2 separate regions of the Gossypium hirsutum genome follow, and region 2 is linked to region 1. A link is a contact called in public Hi-C data. All regions are on one chromosome and are shown on one strand. Each heading gives the region's core, a stretch centred on a gene start, on an enhancer-like site or on the middle of the called end of the contact. The rest is flanking DNA. Distances are from core to core; before and after follow the strand shown. Region 1 has its middle 17 kb from the start of LOC107887295. Region 2 holds the start of LOC107887294.

Region 1 (2,870 bases), core at 179-2,678:
ATTAAAACCATTCATGTTCAGCAGAAATGAGTTACTGACATGCTCTTATCATCAAAGGAGTGGCTCATCACGTCCTATCTGTATTCAGATAATAAAGTGATCCATAGATCACATTATTCTTTCCCCAAAGCTAAAAATGGTGGTTTCACTATATCCTGCATGCTCCCAAACTAACTTGTTCAAAGGAAGAAGAGAAAAGGTCTATCATGAGGGAGAAGAACCTGTCAACTTAACCAAGGATGATTGCCTGGAATCCAAACAAGAAATTAAACTTGGTGAAACTTCTTGTGAGCTACAGGCAAGTCATCCTTGGTTACCAAACAAGATTCTTATCTTCATGGAAGACCTCTCTTCCATTTCATTGATTCCTTGTATTCCATATATATATATACCAAAATGCACGTACATTGACAAGGGAAGGAAGACAAGGACTAGCATGAAAGAAAAGAACCTGTCAAGTTAGCCAAGGTGACTGCCTGGTACCCAACAATGGTTTCAGGGAAATTTGAAACCTCTTGGAAGGAGCAGGCAAGTCATCCTTGGCTACCAAACAGATCTCTTATCTTCATATTAGACCTTTCTTCCTCTCATGTATGCAAAAACACAACATTTTGAAGTCTATATTTATATCAGACGGAAATTAAGAGTTTTTGATCCCTTCTCATCAATTTGATTCATCCATAGGTTTTCTTTTTCTATGACCTTTTCTTTCCTGTCGCAATTGTCGCTGACCATAATGGAATATATTCACTAATAGGGTAGGGACCTCATGTTTTCAGAGATAGAGTCTCCTCAAAGATTAAGGAAAGGTCTTGAAGTTTCTGACCATGCCACATTGGCTACCCAACTTGCATCTAAGATATAGCCCCATGAAAATAATATAATGCTAGGGTCGTTGTACCATAATCTGGATTTCTTACCCAGGTTTCATTTATGCTACCATGTGCATTTGTTAGCCTTAGACTTGACTCAAACCTCTTTTTGATGCAAATCTTTTTTTTTTTGGACTTTAAGCTTTCGGGGTTAGCTTTGTTTAGTTTTATCAGGTGAAAATTAAATGAACTCAAAGCATGTGATACTGGGGCAAGGCCTTCCAAGCTAACAACGGTAATAGCATGGTTCATGTTATAAAATGCTTCTCTCTATAATTCAGGTATGAGGCATTGTGACCACTTCCTTTTTTCTAGTCAATCCTCAGAATTTTGTGAATGCTCAATTTGAAACTTATAGATGATTTTGACTTGACTCAAAAGGAAGGAAGAATAAAATCTAGTAAAATATGCATTGGTCAATACCTTTTTTGTATATGTTGATAAAGAACCCCACAAAAAGACAGATCAATACCATTTTCATGGGGCACATGATTCTATTGACAACAACACGTCCAATTTGAGATGCCCCCATGCCCCCACCCTCCCACCTAGCAAGCCAAAACCAATTCCAAAAGAAATATAAAAATGTCAATGCCATTTGCACCAAGCAATCAATGGCCGTCGTCCCTGTAGACTTTCCTTGTGCATGCATTCCCCTGTTCACAAATACTATTAGAGTATTTATTCTTTCTTTCTTTAAGCATCTCTGTCTGACACTCCACATCAATAATGGGCAGGTACTTCATCTCAATTTCTTTAACCTTGCGCTATCCTCCTCTCTTGTGGCCTTATCCGCCTTGAAGCGCACTTGGATCCAACCTTAGACACACAAGTAAAATCAATATAATCCCTCCATAACCCTTAAATCGGAAAAAAAAAGTACTTAAACTTTAACCAACAAGTGTTAGGTGCAGTGAAAAGACATTATATTCTTAATGAGAAAATGCAAGTTTCAACTTTAGATATGATATTGTTAAAAAGGATGGATCATAAATTCCAAACATAAATAATAAAATGCAGCTTTCAATTTTGAAAATGATATTGTTGAAAGGAAGAGCCATAAGTCCCATACATAAACCATAAAATGAATATAAAAATACTAAAAAATAGTTTTTTATTTATTTTATAATCAAAATGTTTACAAGTTATTTTCCTTTACTTCATATACTTTAAACACAATTAAATGAGTTAGGATATATGTAAAAATAAATAACTAAATAATAGTAATCATAAAATAAAAAAACAATATTAATAAATAATAACAACAATCATATATTGAAGCAAATAATTACAATAAAAATAAAAGGGAATAATATATATTAGAATGAATCTAAAATATATAGTTTTTAGGCACCAATAAAGTAATGTCACGTCATCAATTTTTAAAGACATCTAAATATTATTCTACACTCAACCACATACGATATCATTTTTAATTTAATTTAACTTTAATTAAAATAAATTAAAATTTTGGGAAGGTTGAAACTATATGTCGGAAAAAAACATAACCAATTTTTTTTTAAAAAAACTCAAATCAATAATTAAAAAAAAACAATAATCATAAGAAAAAATTGAAAGAAAAACTAAAATTAACCATTAAAAATTTAGAAAAAAAACACTAATAAAAAAATCAAAATTTGAAAAATTATAGCCACCATCGGTGGTTTTATCAAAATTTGAGATTTGATTAAAAATTAAAAAAATAGAAAATTAAAAATTAAAATTAAAAAGAAAAGAAAAAGGAATTCTACTTGCTTAGAAATTAAAATAATTTTAAAAAATTGATTGCATAAAATAAAACCAGATTTGTAAGTAAAGAAGTAAAAGACGATTAAATTTAAAAAAAAATTAAAAAATTTATTTAAAAACTAAAAAAGAAGAAAACATGTTTGTTTATTTATTAATTTTTTCAACATTAGTCTCACTATAGGTTTTTATAATTTTTTCTCTTTTTGATACAATTTCTAGAATTATCCATAGTCCCTCCCCAACCTTTAA
Region 2 (2,870 bases), core at 239-2,738, 180 kb after region 1:
CACCTAGAATATTGTATAAAAAAAATCATTAAAATATTAATTGTATAACAATATAAGAAAGAGTATGTAATTTTATATCGGTATAAATGGATACAACAAATAAATAAATGTACACTACACAAATTAGTCACCCAAATATTAGTGTGTTTCAGTTTCAGTCACTAAATTATACAACTTCTTCTCAATTTCGTCACTAATATTTTAGATTGTTTTTGTTTTGGTCACTCTTCATTAAATAGTGAATGGAGTTGATGATATGACATTTTTTAACTAATATAATAACATATTTAGTCCTCATTACTTATACATAGTATCAATTTAATCTTAATTCTAAATAATTTAATAAAGTTAACTCTCTATATTTACAAATTCTATTAATTTGTTCATTAAACACATATAATTAAATATAATTATAATTAAATGATTATTTTATGTTATGAAAAGTACAAAATATAATATTATTTAAGGAAACATATACTATTATTTTTATATATATTATGAATTCAAATTTTTTTAAGCTATGTTAGTGAATATGAAATTTATGGGCACGAGACTGAGAATGATGAAAGCTTCTGCAAACTTCTTTGCTACCAATACGGGAATTTAACTTTCTAGACATCAAGAATTACCGAACCATTAACCTTAATCTCCTCAAAATCACGTGCCTTAGCAAGCTTCATTACCAGCTTAACAACATTAATCTCTTAAAAGCAAATGATTTAATTGAAGTCCAAATTTTTGTAGGTTAAATTTTAAAACAATTGCAGTCTAGTTTTTAGTAGAATCTGTTGTCAGTCATTGCGTGATTATTTGTGTTTTTTATCACTAAATGTTGTTTTTGTTTCTTCATCTCTCGTTTTTTTATTACTGAAGGCACAAGTTATTAATCTAATAATATTGTTTAGTATCATGTTATTTAGATTCGGGTGTAAATATAATATACAAGTACATGCTGATACGAAATAATATAAATAATATTATATTTTTTTACTATTTTATAATAAACAATAATTTAATTATATATGTTTAAGGATTAAATTAATAGAACATATAAGTATTGAAGACTTATTATACCAGTTAAAAAAGTCACATTATCACTCTCGTTAATCATTTAGAGTGACTAAAATATAAACAATTTAAAACAAGAATAATAAAATTGAAATTTTTATAATTTTATAGGTTACCCAACAAATAAAAAGATTATGCGGAGGTTGACAAGCTTAAGCTTAAATTAACCGCTCTCAAGTCCCAAGTCTCAACTCAAAACTCCAATGTGGCCTTTGCCGTTGCCAACTGCTTTTACTTTCACCCAACTTCCAGAGCCTCACTTATCTACCCATTACCTCACGCTAGGCCCTCCATCAAGCTACCGCCCAAACGTAAAACCACTTCACGCATCGAAAGCCACGTGTCCATCAAGTTCCTTAGTGGACCCCACTTCGCTGGCGCGGAAGGAAGAAATAGAATAGAACCGGAAACATGTTATAACTTAAAAAAGAATAAGAAAAAACCGCCGCTTAAGTCAGCTGAAGTCGCTTCGTTGGTAAATAAAAGGGAGAGTGGAGGGTAAGCTTGGTATTTGGAAATAAGGGGTCTTTCAGTTCGTAACAGACAGCTGCTGCTAGGGAAGGAAAACAAAACCTCCGTTTGCATACTGTTGTTGTTGTTCGCAACTTGGTCTGAAAGGAACTTAATCAATTCGATGCATTAGTGGCTACAATGGCGGATTCTCAAGTAAAGTTTCTCTATTCTTTTACACTTAATCTAATCTACTTTTTGTTCTTTGGGTATGAATTTTGAAGCTGCTTCTTCTTCTTTTTTGTTAGAAGGACTTGGGTTTTGATTTTTAATTGGTTCAACAGGAGTATTTTCGATGTGGGTTTTCTTTGATGTTTTCTTTTTTTTTTCTTTTAACAGAAATTGACGGCTTTGAAAAAGGCGTATGCCGAAATCATTCTGAACACGGCTAAAGAGGCGGCGGTGAGGATAATGGTGTCGGAGAGAAAGGCTCTAAGATATCAGCAAGAGCTGTTCGCTGCTAAAGATGAGGCGTTGCGTATGTTGCTTAGGTTGAAACAAATGTTGGATGCTAAGGTAACTATTGGTTTTTTAAGATTGTTTTTGTTTTTGTTGTTTGACGATGTTTCAGCTTGGGTGTTATAATTTCTTTGCTCACTGCCTTTTGCATCGTAATGTGGGTTTCGTCTCATTGTGTGTTTTGTTTGGTGATAAATGTTTTTGATGTTTGATCTCATTTTTCTGATATAGTTTTATTGAACTCTAATAAGCCTTTTTTTGAAATAAAAGCTGTCTACTAAGGTTTCATTCTTGGTCACTAGAACTAAGATTCCAACATTCCCTCAACAGATTGCTTTCAATAATATAGACATTTCAAACATTTATCACAGGTGTAGCGTGCTTGAAGGAATGCAAGTTTGTCAATTGGAATTACAATTTTTGGTATGCGTTTGTATTTTGTTTATAGTTGTATTTGCTTTGCCTGCATTGGGTTAGTTTTCTCTTAAACCCATTTAGTTTTCTCTTAAACCCCAGAGGCTTTTATGAATTGTGGTGAGAGAAAATGTATTCGATCATGCAAATTCATTGGTTTATGTGTATAAGAATTGTCCAACAACTTGTAATGGTGAACTTGCTAAAGTTGAATGTATATGGCCTAATTGATCGAGTAGGTTCAAGCAGCAAATCATGATTTTGTGTTTCTTATCTTGGATTAGAAATTGTTTTGTATCATATGTTGTGCTCCATCACTCCAACTCAGCTATGACTGTGGTACCCACCTGACATGGATAAGCTCAAATGTTTGTGAATTTTTTCCTTATGTTTGAAATTGTTATACTCTCATACGGTTA

The links. A called contact is a pair of places that touch in the nucleus more often than the background predicts.
Region 2: a Hi-C map of leaf shows a contact between it and region 1, with 2.4 times the contacts expected there. The contact joins the promoter of LOC107887294 here to the enhancer-like site in region 1. A contact is called at or near these places in 5 of 34 Hi-C or Micro-C datasets (fibers, leaf and petal).

Annotation. Positions count from the first base shown.
Region 1 is chrA03:24,205,858-24,208,727 of Gossypium_hirsutum_v2.1, forward strand. No RefSeq gene overlaps it. Among protein-coding and RNA genes, the nearest start is that of LOC107887295, 17 kb to the left of the region's middle. Within about 2 kb of position 1,429, at least 3 of the 9 cell types and tissues checked have an H3K27ac peak or open chromatin away from gene starts, as enhancers often do. A contact at or near this core is called in leaf, where this site is marked.
Region 2 is chrA03:24,384,668-24,387,537 of Gossypium_hirsutum_v2.1, forward strand. LOC107887294 reads left to right here and starts at 1,489. Exons shown (of 4, transcript XM_016811484.2): 1 at 1,489-1,734; 2 at 1,918-2,094. The coding sequence starts at 1,720.